2 separate regions of the Mus musculus genome follow, and region 2 is linked to region 1. A link is a contact called in public Hi-C data. All regions are on one chromosome and are shown on one strand. Each heading gives the region's core, a stretch centred on a gene start, on an enhancer-like site or on the middle of the called end of the contact. The rest is flanking DNA. Distances are from core to core; before and after follow the strand shown. Region 1 has its middle 22 kb from the start of Cacybp. Region 2 overlaps Rabgap1l (RAB GTPase activating protein 1-like).

Evidence for each region. A called contact is a pair of places that touch in the nucleus more often than the background predicts.
Region 2: a Hi-C map of the C2C12 cell line shows a contact between it and region 1, with 7 times the contacts expected there. The contact joins two enhancer-like sites. A contact is called at or near these places in 1 of 39 promoter capture datasets (the 3T3-L1 cell line), 8 of 15 datasets of contacts at CTCF or cohesin (CD8 T cells, the G1E-ER4 cell line, the NIH/3T3 cell line and 4 more), 197 of 484 Hi-C or Micro-C datasets (the 3T3-L1 cell line, 3T3-L1-derived adipocytes, the 63-12 cell line and 108 more), 30 of 115 datasets of contacts at active chromatin or transcription factors (the 230-238 cell line, CD4 single positive thymocytes, CD8 T cells and 23 more) and 6 of 9 other capture datasets (adipose tissue, embryonic stem cells, embryonic tail and 3 more).

What each region holds. Positions count from the first base shown.
Region 1 is chr1:160,231,763-160,238,376 of GRCm38.p6, reverse strand. It overlaps a transcript of Rabgap1l not described here. Among named protein-coding and RNA genes, the nearest start is that of Cacybp, 22 kb to the right of the region's middle. Within about 2 kb of position 4,371, at least 109 of the 459 cell types and tissues checked have an H3K27ac peak or open chromatin away from gene starts, as enhancers often do. A contact at or near this core is called in the BV-2 cell line, the C2C12 cell line, the C3H10T1/2 cell line and 6 more, where this site is marked.
Region 2 is chr1:160,366,508-160,373,511 of GRCm38.p6, reverse strand. All of the region lies in intron 18 of Rabgap1l (RAB GTPase activating protein 1-like), which reads left to right. Among named protein-coding and RNA genes, the nearest start is that of Mir1927, 74 kb to the right of the region's middle. Within about 2 kb of position 3,266, at least 57 of the 459 cell types and tissues checked have an H3K27ac peak or open chromatin away from gene starts, as enhancers often do. A contact at or near this core is called in the BV-2 cell line, the C2C12 cell line, the C3H10T1/2 cell line and 6 more, where this site is marked.

The DNA.
Region 1 (6,614 bases), core at 3,122-5,621:
TTTTGAACATCTTGTAGGAGTTTGCCTTCATGGAAATGTCTAGCAGGAATGTTGAGCTTTTTCTAGATTTAGTGACTTCGAATTGTGATCCAAGAGCCTTGATGAATCTGGAAATTTTCTGCCACATCTGTGAGATCATGATGTCTTTTGAAGCTGCAATGAATGCTGTGGAACTGGAGGCTTACAGTGATCTCTGTCTGACACTGACAGGAGCTGTGGCCTCCATCTGTAGCTTCCTTCAGTTTTCTGAGTCACGCTGCAGTGTTGGAGATGACATCTCCTGCTTAGCCCATAACTGACTTCCAGAGGGAGAAGTCCTCTGAAATCATGAGTGAGTTTCCTCCTGAGGAAAATTCAGTAATGCTAAATATAAACTGAATTTATTCTCAAGAATTTCAAACACCTTCTTCCAAACAGCCCGAGAAAAGTGTCAGTGAAGTCACACGTGGAGAGGTGTGTCATTAGCACCTTCCAAGGCCTACAAAGAAAAGTTCTGTGATTGTTTTCCATTGAAATATGTTAAAAAGATGATTCTTTATGTCAGCATCTCAAATTATGAATAGGAAGAATTCATCTTTTTGTTTTTTTAAAGAAGATTGTTTTACCTTTATGTGTATGTGTGTTTGTTTGTGGGTGTATGTCACGTATATGTGTGTACTCACAGAGGCCAGAGGAGGGTGTTGGGTCCCCTAGAGCTGGAGTTACAGACAGTTGTGAGCCTCCCAACCTGAGTGCTAGGAACTAAACTCAGGTTCTCTACAGGAACATTATGCTTTTAACCGCTGAGCCGTCTCTTCAGCCCTAGTAATTCATCTTTTTATTCTGTGTGTGTTGAAAGACTAACCAGAGCTGGGTTGTTTGCTTACATTCCTGTGTGGCCATCAACCTAACAGAACCCCAGTACCCACACCTTTCATCACCTAACCTTCCTCTAACCTAGGATTCTATAGCTGCTGGCAAAACAACAACGTGGCTGCAAATAGAATATTTGTAGTTGAGCATTTCACCCATGGAAACAAATACCCTGTGCTGTGTCACTCTTTCCCTTTTGTCTGGCTCTTTGAACCTCCAGTCTGTGGAAGATCTCTTACCTTCCATTCCTTCCTAACCTAAAGCCTCTTACCCCTGCAATAGCGGCAGCCATGGGACTGTAGACACGAAGACCAAAGTATAGCATTAACAGTAGCACACTTAAAACACAATATCACCCTAGCACTTTGTTGTAGACTTACAATGATGCCAGCTTCTGAACTGACACTCAGCAGTACAATTATCAAGCACTTGGAAAGCAGAAGCACATTTATTATAGGGCCCCTTGTATGTCCTCCACTTTATAGAAAAGAAAGCCTTCTTCATCTCCGTAAGTGGTAGGCTTTAAACTATGAAGATCAAGAAAACTTGAATATAGATATTTATGGACATTGATTAACATTTTGATTGAAGGTCTAGAGACATGGCTCAGCAGATAAGAGCACTTGCTGCTCTTACAGAGGACCAGAGTTCCCAGCATCCAAAGGGAGATTTACAACCAGCTGCAACTCTTAAGTCTAGGGACTCCAACACCCTCTCCTGACCTTTGCTGGCACACATGCATACGTACCCACATACACAAATTTAAAAATCATAAAAAAAATACCAAGTTTGACTGGCCTTATTTTTTTTTTAAGCTAAAAGAAGTCTTCAGGAAACAGTTAGAAAAGGCAGAATATGAGATAAAGAAGACAACAGCTATCATTGCTGAGTATAAACAGGTAATGTGACACTGTGGGCTTTTAATTTTTTTCTATAAAAGCAATTACTTTTACTTATGGTATTTTGTTTGTTTGTGTTTTCAGAGATGATTTCTAGATTTATGAAGAACAGCGTCTTACTTATTCTCTACTCTGGAATAGGCAGATAACTTGTCACTTAGTTGACGAGTACACACTGTTGGGGTATTTTAGCGTTGTGCAGCTCCTATGGGATTGGAAACAGTCCCATTGAGACTCTTTTCTAGTAGGTCACTCTGCTAACATTTGCCTCTTTTCAGAGCCTAGACACGATATTGAATGGGCAGTGGCTAGGGGAGAATGTTTTGATCAGCTCTCATGGTCCCCCAAGGCTGGTTATGTAGACTTGCCCACTGCAAACCAGTACTGGCCAAAAATTGTCTGTGGATTTTTTTTTTTTTTTTTTTTTTGGTTTTTCGAGACAGGGTTTCTCTGTGTAGCCCTGGCTGTCCTGGAACTCACTCTGTAGACCAGGCTGGCCTCAAACACAGAAATCCGCCTGCCTCTGCCTCCCGAGTGCTGGGATTAAAGGCGTGCGCCACCACGCCTGGCTGTCTGTGGACTTTAGAATGCTTCTTTACTAGAGAGCTGTCTGCACCTGAAGGTGTTCCTAGCTCCATCAGCAGGGTGGTCCTAGAAAGCCTTCACTCCAGGTCCTGCTCTGTCCTCTGTCTTCGTGTCCTTCTTGTTGGTAGCTGGAGATGGCAAGGACCCCTCATCCTAAGAAGACTCTGAGTGGAATACTTATTTATGTTCTAGGCTTTCAGAATTGACAGTGCTATGTGCTATTTTCTGATCAGAGAGTTTCCTTGGAACATCAACATCAGCGTAGAAAGGACATTGGCATCTCACATGTGCATGTTTTATAAAGTGTTTTTATGCATACAAGTGAAATGTTTTGTAAAAAATTGGTTACATGCAGAAAAATATAAAACAAACCTCCCTTAATTATACTAACTAGAGATAAGGATTGTATTGTGTTTACATCGTTATATAAACAAATACTATATAAATAAAATTTAAAAGGGATAAATTGTGTAATTTCTATTTTTTTTTAGGAAGGTCTTAGTCCATTTATACATTAGGAACATCTTTTCATAAAACTATCTCAAGGCTGAGGCTGTAGATCCATGGTAATAAATGTATAAATGTAACACACATAAATATACACATATTTACATAGACATGCATACACATACATGCATATGCACATACACAATACACACATGTGTACATACACACACGTGTACATACATACATACATGATGTGTGTATGTGTGTGTAAATATCCCTCCTGTTCATTCAGTGTGTATTCAAAATGAGGTTTCAGAGCTGCCTTCCACCTTTTGTGATAGCATTGTGTTTATTTAATGCTTTCTGGTGGTGAAGCTTGATTGATACTTCATGGGAATCATAAAATGAATTGGTCTACTTTTTCTCCTCTAGAAAGTATTTTTTGTTGTGTTTTTAAAAATATTTTTGTTGTTGTTTTGAGGCGCCTGAAACCCTTAATTCTGCCTCAGCTCTCTAGTGCTAGCATTAGAAATGCTTGCTTTCACACCACCCTCTAGCTGCTTTTAGGATGGAGAGGGGGTAATTCCTGTACATAGACATAAGGAACTATTGCAGAATATTTCATTACACTGTGAACCTGTGATTGTGTTACTTATTGGAAAAAAAAAAAAAACCACTGTTTTTAGTTGTGGTGTGGCTCAGCCCTTAGCATACACCTTTAATCCCAAACAGTGATGATAAAGTTAGTTTGTAGAAGGAAGCACCCATGTTTGAAAAATGATCTCTAGTTGAGTGGCAGACAAAGTGACAAATCAGAGAAAGATTTGACAGAATAGGCTATGCCCAGCTCTCAGGAGGGAGAGGAAAGGGAAGCTATGTAAAAGAGCAGTCCAGAGAGAGAAAGGACAGTAGGAGGTAATTTTACAGGGAGAGTTTTAGAGACAATTGAAGAGACACACATGAAGACAGGAGAAGCCAAAAGATTAGAACAGATTGCTAATGTTAGTTTGAGACCAAGCAGAGCGATTCATTCAGGAGAAGCAGAGGGGGAGGAGGGAGATTGAATCAGTCAGCTTGGAGAGGAGTTTAAGCCAGAGTTGAACCAACCGGCCAGAGTTCAGAAAGAAGTAGGAAAGGGTGAGCTTATTTAGCAGTAAGTATCCAAGGCTGAAACATTCTAAACCTAGATTAGATTGCTTAGAGGCTAGAAGCTTTCAGGATAGGCCCTAATTAGCAGACTGAAGCAGTAAGCCTCTGAGACAGTTATTTCAGCAGAATAAAAGATACTTTTACAAGGGACCCAGGAAGTATCCCTTGTCTGTCAGTGTGTGTGCTCCCAGAGCAAGTGCAGGAAACCTTCTAGGAACATGTTATGGTTTGACTTGTACTTTGAAGGCTGGGCAAGGCAGAGTGTGGATTTGGAGGAAAGCCAGATGGAAAATGGTGGAAAGAGGGATGAGTGAGCAGAAAAGTATTTCATTTGGCAAGAGATTCAAATGCAGAAGTGAAACAAAAACCCCCAGGGGCCCAGGCTGTCCTGGGCTGAAGAGTTGGGGTTTATATTGTGTTTGAAACAGGATGTTTTGAGTAGAAGTAGCTGCTGGTGGATGTGCTATTGGCACTGTTTAGATGTTGTGAGGAATATGGAGCCAGTGGCAGAGGTCCCCAGACAGGAACACAGATCAGACTAAAAATGAGAAGAAGTAGATTCTAAAGCCAAAATAGTAATAGTTAAAACAGAAGAGACATGGGGTTTGCTTTGGGTTGGTTGGTTGGTTTTGCTAGAAAGGGCAAAACTAATTCTGAGATGTTTGTGGGGTAATTAGATGGAAATCAGCTCAGGGAACATAAAGACTGTGAGCCCTTGTAACCTGTCATTACATGCAAATACATTTTTTTAATTTATTTTTTTATTAGGTATTTTCCTCGTTTACATTTTCAATGCTATCCCAAAGGTCCCCCATACCCCCCCATCCCCTACCCACCCACTCCCCCTTTTTGGCCCTGGCGTTCCCCTGTACTGGGGCATATAAAGTTTGCAAGTCCAATGGGCCTCTCTTTGCAGTGATGGCCGACGAGGCCATCTTTTGATACATATGCAGCTAAAGACAAGAGTTCCCGGGTACTGGTTAGTTCATATTGTTGTTCCACCTATAGGGTTTCAGTTCCCTTTAGCTCCCTGGGTAATTTCTCTAGCTCCTGCATTGGAGGCCGTGTGACCCATCCAGTAGCTGACTGTGATCATCCACTTCTGTGTTTGCTAGGCCCCGGCATAGTCTCACAAAAGCAAGTTATATCTGGGTCCTTTCAGCAAAATCTTGCTAGTGTATGCAATGGTGTCAGCATTTGGAAGCTGATTATGGGATGGATCCCTGCATATGGCAATCACTAGATGGTCCATCCTTTCATCACAGCTCCAAATTTTGTCTCTGTAACTCCTTCCATGGGTGTTTTGTTCCCATTTCTAAGAAAGGGTAAAGTGTCCACACTTTGGTCTTCGTTCTTCTGACAAATACATTTTAATTGACACATTTTGCAATAGGTGGCCAGTGTATTCCAGGTGCACAGCCACACTAGGCTTTGAACATAGGCTTTGAACTCAGGTCCTTGACGCTTGCTCAGCAATCCCTACTATGGACTGAACATCTCTGCAGCCCTTAATTTCTTTGATATATTAACTACAAGTTTTTATTTTATTTTTTATTTTTTTTTGGCAGGGCTAGAGAGAAGGCTCGTCAGTTAGAAATAGTTGTTGCTCTTACAAAAAAGACCCGGGTTCTCTTGCCAGTGCCCACATGGTGGCTCACAGACATCTGTGATCCAGCTCTCTGGGATCCAATGCTTTTTTTTTTTTTTTTTTTAGTTCTGTGGACACCAGGCACACATGTGGCACACACATACACCCAGGCAAATGTGCACATACATAAAATAAATAAATCTAGGTGGGTTATACATGTCACGAGTCCAGTGTATACTTTGAAATTTGACAACTCTTACTTTTCATTCATGTGTCTATTTTGTTTCATATGTTTAAGATTTATTTTCATTCATTTTTGTAAAAGAAAAGATTCTTATTTCAGACAATAGATTTAACATTCTACTTTTTAAATATTTTCACCCCAGAAAGCATTTCTTTTGACTTGTTTCAGTACTTACCAACACCTTATGTCAGAATCAATCATTAAATAGGTTTTTATTAAACATGTGTTTCCTACTGGCCAGGTGCTGTTCAGTTCTGCACCCTGCACACCTATTGTGTTCATTTGATTACTGTAGCCTAGCACTGCTTAGTCATGAAGGAACTGAAGCACTTTATTCACTATGATACTTAAGGAAACTTTTGTGATTGAAAAGAGAAATTCTATGGCCCAGCGGGAATTGTTGCTAGTTTATAATTCTTTGTACTGAATTCATAGTATGAAGTAGCTCTCAATAGAGATTTAATAGGTGGTTCCGCGGAGAGGCTCTGAATTCATTATTGCTAGCCACAGAAAGCTGGTGACAGCAAGAACCCACTTCTGTGCTGAATGTCTCTCCTGATTAGGTCAGGCTTCCCACACGGAGCTTGCAGGCCTTCTCCTCATTTCAGAAATGACTGTTTGCAGTGCTGCTCACTTGCAAAAACATCTCCTAGGACCCGACATGCTAGTGTGCTCTGTGAACTGATAAACAGTTAAGTCACCATTCATTCTGTTTCCTAGTAAAGAAACTCTGCTCTGTCTTTAGATATGTTCTCAATTAAGTACCAGGCTGGAGAAACAGCAAGCAGCCAGCAAGGAGGAGCTAGAAGCAGTAAAGGTAAGACGCGTGATGTCATTTCTTCCGAAGCCA
Region 2 (7,004 bases), core at 2,017-4,516, 140 kb before region 1:
CTGTCACTGTTCATACGTTTGCGTAACACTTTATCTGTGCGAGTTTCTAGCACTGCTTTCAGCATGAAACAGACTAATTTTGTTCATTAGGATGTTGACAATTTGATGACTCACTTTGAAAATCAATTGCTGTCATCACAATGGTGTAACCAGTCAGAGAAAATGTAACTGAAACATAAATTTATCTGATACTTGGTTTGTGCATGTTGAGAAAAGGCTTAAGTTTTACTAGAAATATAGCAACCAGAACTCTGGCTTGCTGTTTCTCCATTCTTGCTTTCCTTGAACTGTAAGAATTTAGTTTGGGGAAAGTTAAATAAATTTAGAATAAAATCCTCCATTTTTAGCATTTATAAATTTGGGAGGTATATGTTGTGGTAAATCTCCAACCCAAGTAAGCCCTGGCAATGAAAACACAACTCAATTAATATGAATACATGCTGTGTGCCTAGACTGGGCAGATCTACCACTACAGTACCATCTTCCCCATATAAGAGTCCCCTTATAACTTGCAGTTTCTCCAGGCCAGGCGCTTCTACTCCACTTTGCATTTTCTCCTCCTCTGAAGTCCTCTCTCTCCCAAAACCTTCAGCTCCACCTTCCCCTCTTTCTCCACCCAATCACCAGCTATCTGTAACAGGTATATATATACATTTAGTTTAAATATAAAATTTTAAATATAAAGGTATATGAAAGAGGAACTATAAAAAGGTGGTTTAATAGATAGCATGCTCTCTCCCAGAGCCCAGTGCAAAGGCTTTGCCTAAAAAGTGGTTGTACCAGCTCCCTGCCCTCTTTCAGACTCCAGCTCTATGAATGGTTTTCTTCCACAGCCCACTAAGGCATTGGCTTCATGTGCATGTTAAAGCTAGGTCATCCCCCACATCCACTTCTCAGTCACAGGAAGAGGTAGTGGAGAACAGGCAGTTTCTGTTTAAGCAAATAAATTACATATTACACTTTTTAAAAAGATTTATTTATTATTATAAATAAGTACACTGTAGCTGTCCCCAGATGTACCAGAAGAAGGCATCAGATCTCAATACGGGTAGTTGTGAGCCACCATGTGGTTGCTGGGATTTGAACTCATGACCTTTAGAAGAGCAGTCAGTACCCACTGAGCCATCTCACCAGCCCCCCATATTACACTTTTATTTATATTACTTGGGCAAAAGTTTTGTTGATGGCCACACAACTGTGGGGAAACTGGGAAATATAGTCTGTACTTCAATATTCATATGTCCTGTTACAGTTCTAATCTGTACAGCAGGAAGAACACATTTTCATAGAGAATAATTATAATCTGTCATCGTCTACTGCAATGACCATTCAGTATACAGTCATCCCAGCTTCATCCCACACAGTCACTTCCTCCAGTGGAGACATTCCAAGGCTCCATTTAGTTACTTCAAAGTCATGGAGTGTAGGTAACTTGGATGTCTGTGTTGGAAACAATGGAATGGTCTACAAGGCTTAGAGTCCTGAGACTAAGGAGCCACAGATTACATTAAAGTTCTAGTTAAGAACAACTGCCTGGGACTTGGAGCTATGCTATAGCCAGCAATGAAAACCACTGGATTACTCACCAAAGTGTCTTTAACCAGATTCTGATAGAACTGAATGCTTAACATGAGTAGGAAATAGCACACTCCACAGATGTGGGCAAGAGATAGTTGAGCAATTGAGGGAAAGTTCAGAATTTACAAAAGTCAGGTTCCTTTCATGAAATTCACTAAAAGGCAATTTCAGCCTGACCACTGCAGACAAGACAAGTTGTGACCTTAACAACTACAGCCAGAGTGTTTACCACTCATAACTGTTCTGCCAGGTGAGTATCCCAGCTAAAGAAAAGACTATACACCCCAGCTCTTGGCCTGACCTTTCACAAACTTCAGTGAATGGAGAAAGAAATAAAGCACATGGTTTTAACTTGCACTTGAAAGCAGAGAGAGGTGGATCTCTGTGAATTTGAGGTCAGTCTCTCTACATAGTGAGTTCAAAGCCAACCAGAGCTACATAGTGAGTCACTGTCTCAAAAATAAATAAATAAATAAATAAATAAATAAATACTAGATAGATAGATAGATAGATAGACTGATAGATAGACAGATATAGATAATAAGAAAAGAAATGAAATAAAAACACATAAAAATTATGCCCAAGACTGGTAATGGTGGTGCACGCCTTTAATCCCAGCACTTGGGAGGCAGAGGCAGGTGGGTATCTGAGTTCGAGGCCAGCCTGGTCTACAAAGTGAGTTCCAGGACAGCCAGGGCTACACAGAGAAACCCTGTCTCAGGGAAAAAAAAATGTCCAACTCAAATGCCATGTGACTTCAGTAGAAAAAATTTGAGGAAGAAGAGAGCTAACAATCTGAGACCAAGAAGAGAGTAGCTTAGAGGACCCTGTGAAGAAGAGTGTTCTATTCAGCCCCTGATACCAGGAGTAGCAGTAGATACTATGTGGTAGGCATTTGCTCTCTCTGGGTGATGCTGATGAAGGCCTGATTAGACCATATTAAAAGGATACAAAGGCAGGTTTATTAGGCAATGCTCCCAGACCTGTTCATCAGTCCCAGAGAAAGAGACTGAGGAAGTCACTTCACACATCTGGCCTAGGGATGGGGGAAGTTTTATAAAAGATCTTAGTTGAGGGGTGATGATGTGTCAGCCAGGAGCTGGGACTGTGCCCAAGTATGGTCAAGAGCTGAGCACTTCGGTGGGGATCTGGGTGGCTGGCAGCATCAGGGGAGGAGGTTGGGACAGCTGCCAAGAATGGAGTACTGGGCTCTAAGAGCCAGTCCTTTGTTCTGTTTTTCTGTGCAAGAGGGGTTGGGGGAAGAAGGGCAGTTGGGGTTTCCCAGCTTGAGCAGAGGTGAACAGGGGTCCAGCCTAACACTATGCTAGATGAAGAACACAGGGGAGAGGAGGAAAGAAGAAAGATGAATTCTTGCCAGGTGGGGCCTCCTGACTACTCTGCTGAGAGAGCAGAGAGGGCAAACTGGCTAGAAATCAGAACAGACTGAGGCCAGGAAGGAGGTTGGCCTCTATGGTGTATTGTTTTTAAGACAGGTTCTTACTTGCCCAAGGCTAGCCTCCAACTTCATACATAGCTGAAGATGACCTTGAATTTCTGATTCACCACCATACCTGCTGTAAGTGGTACTGGGGATCAACTCAGAACTTATATGTGCTGGAAATACTCTAGCTGTGTTCTCAGACTAGACACATATCCTGACATGTCTTTGCAGTGCTAAATCTTGCTTACTCATAGCATCTTTCCCAGATTACTGTCTTAGGAGAACTGATTTGAATATTACAAATCATAGCACTCATACATGTCTAAATTCCTTTTAAAATTCTGCCCTGCTGCCTGGGCAGTTCTGCACACTCTTTACTGATTGATTGATCTGGCTATTTTTAAAATTCGCCATTGGAAAGCAAGCCACCAACCATTTCTTCTTAATCTTTAAATTATAAGTGACTCTTCCTTCATCACGAAATGATGAAAGGTGATATATTTCAGATGTGACCCATTGTGTTCTCATTGTCTACAATAAGCTCTTCAGATATTTCTGTGGGTTTTTGTTTGTTTGTTTTGTATTTTGGAGATTGAAAATCTGTTACAACAATATTTCTAAGTACATTATTTCTGTCTCAGTGATTTCTTCACTAAGAATTAAGTCTTGCCCTTGTTTTATCATTCAACTACCAAAGAAAAATCAACAATTTCAGTAAAGGAATTAGAAGGATAATTACAGAAATCTTGACTTGATATTTTATTCTATATAGACAACTACAAGTCGGCTCTGAAGAAACATTGCTGATCCAGACTACAAAAACTCTCAAGTTCTCTGTTCCTCTCTTATTTTCTTGGTCCAAGAGTTGATTCTAAGTTTTCTGTGTGGCGAATTTCCTTCTCTTTCCTAAACTTACTGACAGTTATATAGCATGAATAATCCAAAGCTCGCAGAACACTTTAAACAGCAACATTATGGTAACTTTTAATTTAGAAACCTTTCTGTTCTGTACCAAAACCAGAGTGACTCAACTATTTCCATTTCTAAAATGGTCTTTTCATTTTTCATGGCTAGTCCTTATTTATGATGCTTATATGGTAATAATAGCTTTTGGGGAAGTGTTCTCTTTGGTATCAGTTATTATATTCACAAGGAATCGCTGTACTTAATTGGGTTATCAGTGAATTTAGTATTTAGTTGTGTGACCCTGTATCCAGGGAGAAAAGCAACAATCGAGAAGGATACACTTCAAATGCTTCCAGGTCTTCTGTTTTTGTTTATATACTACTATGACCTTCTTACTGAGTTTGTTTATGGAATTAAAACAAAGTAACTGCCTTGCTATAAGAACATTTAGTAATTGTGAAGGACAGAAGCTGTGATTGAAGCCTATTCACCATCTGCTACAAAAAAGTCATTCAGTTCATTCCAGAGTAAGCCCACAGTGTACTGTGCTGTTTCCCCATGAAGGAGTCTCTGAGGAAGAATAGAGCAATAAATACCAAATGTATAAATGTCAAGGGATCATTATAGTTGATTCTTGCTTGCTAAAATAATAAAGTTCAGAGGCCATGTAAAATTATTATACTCTAAAAGTAAAATAATTGAACAAGTGGAATCTGCTAAGGCTAGAAACTTACATATATGTTCTTCCCTTCCATTATCTTGTCAGGAATGGTTTAAAACCTTATCTCTTCTTTCTCCTGAGACCTGCAGTGACAGTCCAGGATTACATAGGCAGAGAGATAATATATAAGAAAGAACAGGCTAGTGATGGGTATCTTAAACTAATACAAGAAAATACTGGATTTATATCCTCCAATCAGTAAGAGAAGCATAGAAGCTGAATGGTACTCTAAAGACCAAGGCAATAATAAGTACCAAGCTCTGAGGTGGGAGAAGCTTTGTATGTACAAAAAGGCCAATGTGGCTAGAATTTAGTGACCTAGTGAGACTTAGAGAGGGAAGAATTATGGTCAGAAGCCAAGTTAGTAAGAACATATAAGCAAAGGATGATGTGTACATTGGAATTCAACAGGATACCATTGTAAATTCTTTAGGTTTTAGAACATCATTTTGATTAAGGAATGTTGGCGTATAAGATGTAGATTGAAGGGCATGACCATAGACACATGGACTCTAGTTAAGGTATTATTTCAGTGCACCATACAGAAAAGAGGGCTGGCTTGCACTAAGGTAGTCCATGTGTATATGGAGAAAGAGGGCAGACTCAGAGATTCTTTTTGAAACTTTGAATTTTTCAAGACGTGTAGATGGTTTGGAATGCTGAAGGAAAGTGAGGGATGAATATATTCTAGTCTATGCCACTGAAACACAATATCTAAGGCTGAATAATTTGAAAATAGGATTATTTTATAGTCATGATAGCTGAAGGGTTCAAAGAACATAATGAACACATTCTGGAGAGGGTGACCTGGCTGTGTCACAACATAGCAGAAATGTAGAAAGAGGACAAGCCAGGTGAAGAAGGAACACAGCTAAGAGAAAGTGAGCAAAGGCAAGTGAGTACCCATCCTAACAGCCCATTCTGGCAGGAGCCACTGCTCTACTGCAGCCACAACTCACTCCACAAGAGCAGTTTTAATCTTCCTGAGACTGGAGTGCAGGACCCTGTTAAGTCTCACCTCTTAACAACTTCAGGGCTGGCTGGAGACTAAGCTTCAGCGCATAAACCGTAACAGGTTGACCAAACCATAGCCAAGGGTGCTATGGTGGTAACACTGACTGATGTTGGCAATCGTAGGGAAATTCACTGGGTCGTTTGGGGGAAAATGCCCAATTGACATTAACAGGATAAAAACATGAACTTGTTAGTATTCGCATGTTTATGGGAACCCTGAACTCAAAGAAATTGTAGGTGGCCGCCGCTTAAGTACTTGGAGAACAGGTTTTCCTCTGTCTCCTACCATTGCATCCTTCTCCCCCAACCTGACCTGCCTGGTTGGGCCTCAGCGGAAGAGGATGTGCCTAGTCCTGACTGGGACTAGATGTCCCAGGGTGGGTTGGTACCCAAGGGGGTTCCCTTTCTCTAAGAAGAAGAGGAGGGAGCAATGGGGGAGGGACCTGTAAGGGGGAAACAGAGAGAAGAGGAGGGGGCTGCAATCAGGATGCAAAGTGAATAAAAATATTATTAGAAAGAAAGAACAGATTTTATTTTATTTGTGTATGTGTGTGTGTTTATGAAGCCCACACTGCTATCCTTAAATTCGTAATCCAGCTGGCTCCACATCCCAAGTGCTGGAGTTACGGGCATGCATATGACACCAAACCTAGCTTTGGTACCACTGTTCTATTCACAACGTTTTTGAAAAGATCATCTTGGCTTTTACATGTACATGAGGACACATGATATTTGTCTTTCCATGCTTACTTACTTCACAACCTCTAGCACTTCAGTCACATGGCTGTAGGTGATAGAATTTTGGTTTGGGGGTTGTTATTGTTGTTGTTATTTTTAGAACCAAATGATATTCTGGTGTGTGTGTGTGTCCGTGTGTGTGTGCCTGTGTCCGTGTGTGACATTTTTCTTTATACACTCATCATTTGATATACACTTAGGTTGATGTCATATCTTGGCTCCTGTGAATAGTTAGTTCTTCAAAAAACATTGTAGTGCAGATGTCACTTATGCATGCAGATCTCTATTCTCTTGGCTGTATACCAGGAGTGGATCATATGTTAGTTCTATTTTTATGGTTTTTTGAGACCCTGCACAGTGTTTTCCATAATGGAGACACAGATTTATGTTTCTGCCAACAGTATATGAGAGCTCCACCTTCTCCACAGCTGCACCAGCGTTTGTTCCTTTTTTAAATGTTTTATTTCTATTGATAAACTCTGTCTTGAAGTATGTGTGCATGAGGGCAGGTGCGTTTGGAGGCTAGAAGAGGCTTCAGAAGAGGGTGGAATTACAGGCAGCTCTGAGCTCCTGTATGAGTATTGAGATGGGAACTGCTGTCTTCTG